2 separate regions of the Triticum aestivum genome follow, and region 2 is linked to region 1. A link is a contact called in public Hi-C data. All regions are on one chromosome and are shown on one strand. Each heading gives the region's core, a stretch centred on a gene start, on an enhancer-like site or on the middle of the called end of the contact. The rest is flanking DNA. Distances are from core to core; before and after follow the strand shown.

The links. Hi-C and Micro-C count contacts between places; a contact is called where the count stands out from the background.
Region 2: a contact with region 1 is called in a Hi-C map of leaf, with 4 times the contacts expected there. The contact joins the promoter of LOC123085331 here to the promoter of LOC123085327 in region 1. A contact is called at or near these places in 2 of 5 Hi-C or Micro-C datasets (leaf and root).

The regions. Positions count from the first base shown.
Region 1 is chr4A:89,486,869-89,491,516 of IWGSC CS RefSeq v2.1, forward strand. LOC123085327 reads right to left here and starts at 1,900. Exons shown (of 5, transcript XM_044506956.1): 1 at 1,645-1,900; 2 at 1,070-1,143; 3 at 775-854. The coding sequence starts at 1,849. It overlaps LOC123085328 (LYR motif-containing protein 4), which reads left to right and starts at 2,052. Exons shown (of 1, transcript XM_044506957.1): 1 at 2,052-2,613. The coding sequence starts at 2,138. The coding sequence ends at 2,413.
Region 2 is chr4A:89,665,273-89,669,920 of IWGSC CS RefSeq v2.1, forward strand. It overlaps LOC123085331, which reads right to left and starts at 1,881. Exons shown (of 6, transcript XM_044506959.1): 1 at 1,499-1,881; 2 at 1,287-1,390; 3 at 1,028-1,196; 4 at 792-914; 5 at 589-681; 6 at 1-499. The coding sequence starts at 1,675.

The DNA.
Region 1 (4,648 bases), core at 650-3,149:
GAAAAAAAGGGGAGGGACTTGAATTTGTATACAGTAAATAGAGACTAAAGCATTAACTCAATAAACGACTAAAGAGTTTAGTTTGTGTCTATTCATACAGGTAACGCTTGATTTATGGCTGCTTAGTGGCATGATGAAGACGTAAACTTGTCGCCATGCCGGTCATGACTCATGATACATTTGACAATACCAAACCATCTAGATTACACCAAAATTTATTTTGGATACCCAAATTTTTGGTCGAGCAAACCTAGGCTCAAACCAAACACATCCTGAAGGCCAGAACATTTATAGATCATGGCAAAGAGATACTACAGAGGTATGCGCAGCTCCATGCCAGTGAGGCAAGGCAATTTTCACAGTATCACAAAATAAGACAATGATAATTAAATTGTGTTTTGGCCTTAATTAATCACTTGCAAATAGAGATACCCAAAATAGCGTACAAGGACCAATAATCCAATATACCCTGTTTCATCGGATTATTCCCATTCATTTAATAAATGCACTTCTTGAAAACATAATCCATTACAACAACTTCAGATAGTACAGTGCTTTCAAAAACACAGTTATGGTACAGTGTTTTGATATAGCCTGAGAAAGGATATGACGTACATGCCATCTATATTCACATTTCATATATATCAACAGCACTTCCAGCTAAAATTGATGGGCATGAGCATCAACAGATCACGCCACACTGTTTTTGCAAACAGTAAATTCAACAACATTAAATTTTGTTCTGACGAAATCCACCCATGAGAGAAGACTTACCCATGCAAATGGTCAATGTTTTGTAATCGAGCAGCATCATGTCCCCTGCATTCCACCACAACCACCTTCTCTGTCTTCCTCTGTCACATGAGCATAGGTTAACCTCTACCACACAGACTGCAAATTATATAAGAATAAGAGATAACTGAGTTTTTAGGATATCTGTAGGTAACTTCTGATAGATCCAAGATAAGCCGAGATAGTATCATTTTAGAAAGGAAGGTAAGCTAAGATAGGAAGATAATCTGTCGGTAGAATACATGCTTGGTGGAGAAGAACATAACAGATGTCTGACCTTAAAATTAATGATGGATAGCTTTATAAGGCGGTAATCATCTCCTCGGCTACATTCCCTCTCGCATGGTATCGCTTACATGATAGAAAAGAAAAAGGACACGGCAATATAAGCTAAAGATATCTTCTCTTATCTGTAATAAAGACAAAAGAGTAAAGACAAAGATGTCCACAATTGCAAAAGACAATGGACGGCGAATAGAAGCACATAAATTCATCTTTGTACAATCAAGAACATACCATATCAACTATGCATCATTCTTCAGATAGCACAAGATCAAAAATACCGACTCCCTAATGTAACAGGCTATGGCATATTACACAGCACTGGAATACTGTTATGCTAGCAATCTAGCAGAACTCACAATTCAGTTGGAAATAAAGATAAACTTCTAGACAGATAAGCCCTAATAATATATTGCTATCACTTGTGCTGAACAAAGGGGGGTTTTGGTGGCAACACAAACGATTCAAGCCGAGATGCAGTTGGAGCCCAGCCACACAATGCCCGCGTCTAGAAATTAGGGGTCAATAGATAAACAAGTAGTACAAGGGTGAATGAAGAGAGATGTGTACGGGTGCCCTGGAGGCCGTAGCAGGCGGAGTCCGGGAGGCGGATGAAGTGGCCGGAGATGGCGCCAGAGGGCAGCAGCGCGATGGATGCGACGCCCTCCATCTTCTCGCCGGTATCTCCCTCCTCGACCTGCGGCCCGGCATCCTCCGCCTCCGCCGGCGGCGGCTGACGGTCGCCATTCGCCTGCGAGTCCGACAGAGAGCCCATCGTTCACACCGCGCCCAAGAGCCAGTACGCCGACTAGGAGCGAAAGCGGAAAGTAGTGGCTTTTATGCACATAACCCCCGCCAACCGTAATTTTCTTCGGCTCAGATCCCTGAGGCCTTGCGGGGCTAAGGGGTATCGTTCACAATAAGCTTCAGAGAAAGGGTGTATTTGCTAATTTACCATAGCAAACATCGACTTGTGCTACGCGGCTCTCCCAAAATCCCCAAAGCCCTCGTCCCCCGAAGCCAGATTTCTTCTCCAGCCTTCATCGCACGAGAGGCGGCATCCATGGCGGCGGCGGGCCCAGCCAAGACGGAGGTGCTGTCCCTCTTCCGCGCCTTCCTCCGCACGGCGAGGCAGTTCTCCGACTACAACATCCGCGAGTACACGCGGCGCCGCGCGGCGGACGCCTTCCGCGAGAACCGCGCCCTCGCCGACGCGCCGGCCGCGGCGGCGGCCTTCGCGGACGGGAAGCAGCAGCTGGAGGTGGCCAAGAGGCAGGTGCTGGTCTACTCTCTGTACGCGCCCAAGGCCAAGAGCGTTGTGGAGATGAAGATTCAGTGAGCGACACCAGAGAGAGGTTTCACGCACTCCTTTTTCCCCTTTAGGGTCTGTGCTCTTTTATGTACTGTTAGTAGGGTTATGGCGATCTGACGCTGATAGAAATTCTGCCGTTACTATGTTTGCTGGATAATTGCCATGATACGGTGGTTGCTATTGTTCAATAAGTTCGCAAATTAATGATCATGATACTTTGTGTTTCACATGCCAATTGCACATGTAGAACTACCTGATTGTGGCTTTAGAATTATCGTATAGCCTTGCCTTGGTGTTCTTGCAGCGGTGCTAGTTTTGGCTATTACTACATCCCACTAGCATTTGTGCCCTACTCCATACTTGTCGTGCTGACCATGATCAAATGTGTGGAAGAATTATTAAGGGTGTATTGAAGTCAATCGTGTTACCCATCAACTGTTTGATGAAATGTTAAAATCATGCATCCTCGGTTACAAAGCCAAAACCAGATCAGGTTTTGCTCGACATAAGTTGTTGTGAGAAATGAAATTGACTGGCTATGCACCGAGTAGTGTTTACCAGAATGCCCTGATCCGTACAAGAAAAGGATACCAATGCAAGACACGAGTCATAATGTATACAACTTATTACTTACTAGTTCGATAACACAGACTGCATATGGCAAATAGCCAGTAATAAAACTACAAAAGAAAAATCATGGATCTATTCTTGGCTAGCTGATGACAAGCAAGCAGTGGCGAATCTAGCAGGACATTGGAGGGTAGGCTTAAAACATAGATTTCCTAAGTCTAATTAGCGAATGCATTGCAATTGTTGCATGTAAAGCACCAGAATATATTTGTCAAGTGGTATGTTTAGCTTAAATAGGATTCTGGAGGGTAGGCTTAAGCCTATTGAAACCTCCCTAGTGGAATCGCCACTGCAAGCAAGGTACTATAAAATTTAGTATCGAAAGCAGAGGCCTTCTCAATACTGTCACAATATGGTGAAGCATTGCCACATTGAGACTAAATATGAATCTTACTAAGAATGCGGAGAGCACACATTGAAGCATTCTGTATTGATTTAATGGCTGCTTCTTGCTTGCCGGTCAGGATGCCGGCTTGGGAAGCTGGCATAAGTAGCTGTGTTGGCCCTGCAGGACCAGCACCTTGCTGAGGTTAGTGGTTTCAGTGTCTAAACCATCTGTTATTCTTTTATGTACTCTGCACAAACCATCAACAGCTGGAGGAACCAGTTCATCTGGCTCATCTTTGCTGGAATCATTACCTTTAAACAGGAAAAAGGTGTCTGATACAGGAAACTTGAGTAGTAGCAATATGCATGAGCACTGAGGAGACAATACGGCATTGCAAGTATAGAACATATATTTACATCCTACATTAGTTTGGTGAAATGACCGCAATGCTTACAACTACTACTACTACTGCCCCAAGGCCAATAATTGTCGAAATGCCGCATGCTGGTAAACAAACAGAAAGGCATCCATATGGTACACCTACCACACCGGATTTGGCCTAGGCAAGAACAACTTATGTTCAGCTGGGCAGTTTTCAGAATATCAGTACTTTCCTATTTTAGCACAATTTATCCCAGATGCGTTAATTAGGGCATGTTTGGCTCATTCCTGTGCTGCACTCTGGAATGTGATACTCTTTCTGGTAATCTTTATGTTACATCTCAAGTAAATAAAATAAAACTGACGATTAAGGTCAGCATAATGCCAAACTATGTGCTTATTGTGATTGCATTACTTCAGAGTTGTAAATAATACCATTATATCTGATATAAGCTATAGAACTCTAAAATATAAATATTACAGAATGTGTTATATATGGGATCTGTACTTGCTGTTGAAGGGCGTGCAGTTGTATATTTGATTTCAAAGATATCATCATTTTCTAAAGAACCATCTAGGGTTTGATGAAAAGGTCAGGATTATGCCTTTTCGCACTATTTTAGCCCTGTTAAAACTTTGCTAAACTGGTTTCCTTTTGGCCCAAAAATCAAACGAGTCATGGAATAATCAACTTCTTGACAGGCATCTTCATCCAATACTCAAAAGACTTAAAATTGTATTTGCATCAAAGGGATTTGACTTGAGGCCTTAGACTGCAGTGAGAGCTTGGAAATATTAGTTTCCTACGGTTATCGTCACCATTGTGTTTTCCACAAATGTCATTCCACAGATAGTTTGCTCTTTTTTTAGTTTAATAAAAGGTTCTATACTTCTGTGAATAGTGGTATGAATATCAATCTATC
Region 2 (4,648 bases), core at 631-3,130, 180 kb after region 1:
TGTTGTGGGGAGGCCGGCGCAGCTGCGGAGTCCAGACGAGGTCCTCCACGACATCGTCGTCCTCCCCGTCGCTCCGGTCGAACACAATGCTCTTCCCCTTCGGCGGTGATGGCGGGTCTCGTGCTGGTGCGTCCGACCATACCGAGGACACCGTGCTCTTGTCGCTCCACGACGGCGACGGCGACGGAGACGGAGGCTTCTGGGGCCTCCCCGGCGGCCGTGTCTCCCGCTCGGTTGCTCCAGAACTCTGCAAAGGATGGACCTTATCGTGCCCGCGGCCGCCGCCTCTCGGCCCCTTCCCCTGCGACTCCGTCCGGGACAGCTCCACGGCCGCCCGGGCGGCCATGGCAGCGAACGACGCTGACTCGAACGCTGCCTCCGCCGCCATCCTGACATCGTCGTACTTCTTGGATTCCCTCGACGCCTTCTCCTCTGCTCTCTGACGGGCAAGGTTCGACCGGCTCATGTCATCATCAGCAAGCCTCTGCCTCCTCTGCGCCTGGCACACATTGAATTTCTCGCCATTTAGATTACAAATGGGAATGCCTGATGATCTTTTGTCCGATGACATGACACTGACGAACTGACCTCGGAAGTTTCGGTCTTGACCTCAAGCTGTTCGACAGGTTTCTCGGCCGGCACCGGCGCCGGCACCTTCTTGGGTTGTTCATTCTGTTTACTCTGCATCCCAGATCACATAAATGCCATAGCATTATGCCGACTGAATCATGAGAGAATATCTCATCACAAAATTCGCATGAACAAGATGAGTCGTGCAGGCTGCAACCAACCTGATGGACCTCTCCTGGGCCGTCGGGGAAGTCGAGCAAGATGCCGTTCTCGGCGGCGATCTCCCTGGCCAACCTCCTCTGCTGCTCCGCGCTCGCCTTCTCGCCCGATAACCTCTGCACTAACTGCAACAGCACCAACCCTCTTAAATCCCAGCTCCGGTCCACCACCACCACCACCACCACCCGGCGACGGTTGGCGAGGCGGCACGTGAAGCAGCTGGAGCAGACGAACCTACCGTGGGATTGACGACAGCCTGGGAGCCCTCCTTGGCCGCCCGCTCGAATTCCCGGCCGAACTTGCTTGCCAGGATGGCGCGCGCGTCCAGCAGCTCCGGCAGCTCGCCGCAGCGCGCCGACGCGAAAATCAGCCCCGCCGCCGCCGCCTTGATGTCCTCGCCGCACTCTCTGAATGCCATCGAATAATCAACAAATTAGAATCTCACGCCGTAACGTACGGTCAGAGGAGAAACCAAGAGAGCAGGAACGTGGAAGTACTTGGGCTTCTCCAGCTGGGCAGAGTGCTCGACGAGGACCTTGCAGTAGTGCTCGATGATGTCCAGCGCCTCCAGCACGCTGTCCTCCTCCATGACCTGCTCCGCCTGCGCAGCAGCACACACACGCCGTTCGGTGTCAGTACAGCCGTACGGCAAGGGGAACTTGAAAATTTGATTAGGGGCTTGTATGGCGGAGGAGACGGACGCACGTACCCGGGCGAGAGCGCGGTCGAGGTGGCCAATGGAGAGGAGCTGCGCGACGTCGCCGCGCGCAATGGAGCGGCGGCCGAGGCGGGGCCGGCGGACGACGGCGAGGCGCGCGACGGCGAGCTTGACGAGGGACTTGAGCTTGGCGGTCTGCTTGGAGGTGCTCCTGGTGAAGAACCCCATGGCCGCGCTGCTAGCTGGCCTTGACGCTGGACGACCGACGGGCGATGATGGGTCGTCTCTTTCTCTCCCCTCGCCTCCTTATATTGCGCAGACCAATCGCAGGCGAGGAAGAAAAGAGAGGAGAAGAGGACGAAGGCGAGGGGGCGATGGATCGTTTCTTGTGGACTACGGAGTCTGGACTGTGATGTGCTGTGTGATCTTCTGTTTTGGGGAGTAGGGTAGGAGTCGTAGGATCCAAAGTCCCACCCCGGCACGAGGTCGGAGTAACTGCACTCCGTGAACGAACGTGCTGCGGGCGGGGGCCTGGTCAAACGAACTGACGGAAAAGTTACACGGGAAAGCGCCTGCAGAGGAGAATATCAAAAGGGTCAGCCGGGAACCCCAAAAGTGGAAGTAGATCGTGGTCACAGGTTATTACCGCAGCCTATTCGTATGGACCCTGATATTCCACGCAGTCGCGCGTAGCCAACTTGGCTGGTGAATACGTACATTGGTATGTCCACGTCTCACTCTCACCTGCTGCTGCGGTGATTCAGAGTTTACTTTGGCAGGTCTCTTGATTGATGATTTTGATTTTGCCATTGGGGGGAACAAATGAACCTTCTTGGCGTCGATTATTTTTCAGCGGCAAAAGGTCCAACCAATCAACCACTAGCCATGCCATGAAAGAACGCCACCGTGGCATCCATCGTCTACGGGCGCCTTGCCGGGTGGGTGATGTCTTGCTTAGTTGCTTACCAGCGCCACCGTGACATCGTCTACGGCCGCCGGGTGATGCCTTGCTTACTACTCGTTCCCTAATCAGTCCTAGGTCAGATAATTTGTTTATTCTGTATAATAATCGTTCGCTCGGCGGCGATCCCGTGCCGCCGTGGGCCCATGGGACAGGGTGTAAAGCCGGACACTCCGAGCATGTCGCCCGCGGAGCGCGCCGTGAGCAGGACACGACACGGACCGAGCGGCGCAGCAATTCGTTCCATCGGGGTTTGCGGGGTACGTGTCCCTCCCCGCTCGCTTTTGCTACTCTCGTACTACATCATATCATGGCGCAGTTTTGCTATCGTATTCTTTTAGAAACTTTCAATCCATTCATTTTTTAATTATGATGATAAAAAAAACCAGACACGATACAAATTACAATCAAGTCCGTAGCCTAACTAGCAACGGCTGCGAGCAGTGGAGCGGGTCGAAGGCACCCGGCCGTCATTGCCTCTCCCTTTCTAAAACCAGGCAAACTTTGTCGTAATATATAGTCGGAAAGTCGTCATGCTAAGGTTATGTAAGACCATCACACAAAAGCAGCAACCAGCGTTAATGAACAAAGTCATGGATCGAAAAGATCAAATTTGTAAACACCAAAACAAAGGCGAATGAGGACCGGATCTCAACAAATCCACCGGAAATCAGCACTGATCGAGTCCTACAGGATCCGACGGAGACTCACCTCTACACGCCCTCTGACAATGCTAGACGCACCGTCGGGACGAGGATAGAACGTGGAAAACATTATTCCTACTAAGTGACATCGCCGCCGTCACATAGCCCCAACCAAGACACTAAAAGTAACAAGAACGATAACGGGTCCCTCCCGCCAGCAAGGGGCCGAGATCCTCCGCACCTCCATAGCCCAGCAGCCATGGGAGATGAGGCGGACCGGCGGCGGCGCTGTCGGGGAGAAGAGAGAAAGTCTGAGATCTTTTCTTGTAAAGGAGTGTATGATGTGGGAATTGCACGATGTATTGCTCATGTGCAAAGGCACGTACATATGATGTATAAGAGATGGGCCACGGCCTCAACTATACAAGGAACTATGAGGTGGGCGCCCAATACACAAGTATGCACAACACATATACTCAACACCCCCTCCCCCCGGCAGTCGAAGCGGCACCGCTGCTGACGCAAAGATTAGACCGGAACTCCACAAATGACGTCGTAGGCAAGCCCTTGGTCATGATATCTGCAAATTGTTGGGAAATAGGGACGTGTAGAACACGAATATGACCAAGGGCCACCTGTTCCCGAACAAAATGAATATCCAACTCAATATGCTTTGTTCGACGATGATGTACCGGGTTGGCGGAGAGGTAGACCGCCGAAACATTGTTGCAGTAGACCACCATAGCGCAATCCACGTGACAAGAGAGCTCCTGAATAAGCTGGCGAAGCCACGAACACTCGGCGACGACGTTGGCCACCGCACGATACTCAGCCTCAGCACTGGAGCGAGAGACCATAGGCTGACGCTTGGACGACCACAAGATGAGTGAGGGTCCAAGGAAGACACAATAGCCCGATGTGGAGCGACGAGTGTCAGGGCAGCCCGCCCGGTCGGCATCGGAGTAGGCGGTGAGGGCGGTGTCGGTGGAGGCGTAGAGCGTGACGCTAAGATCCATAGTGCCACAGACATAGCGGAGAATCCGCTTAACAACGGCCCAGTGAACGTCCCGAGGAGCATGCATATGGAGACACACCTGCTGCACGGCATACTAGATCTCCGGTCGAGTCAGAGTGAAATACTGGAGAGCACCAACGATAGACCGGTAGAATGCAGCATGCGAAGCTGGAGAACCATTCGTGGCAGAGAGCTTAGCCTTCGTATCAACGGGCGTAGCGGCGGGCTTGCAGTTGAGCATGCCAGCGCGATCCAGGAGCTCATGAGCGTACTTCCGCTGGTGAAGAAAGAAGCCATCCGGACGGCGCTCCAACTCAACATTGAGGAAGTAGTGCAAAGGACTCAAGTCCTTGATGGCGAACTTAGCGCGAAAACGAGCAGTGAGCTGACTGAGAAGACCAACCGTACATGCCATCAGGATGATGTCATCAAGATAGAGCGGCAAGTAGGCCGTGTCAGAGCCTTGGTGATAGACGAAAAGCGATGCGTCCAAGCGGGTGGAGCCGAACCCGAGCTGGTGTAGAAACACCACGATGCGCTGGTACCAAGCGCGCGGAGCCTGCTTGAGTCCGTACAAGGAC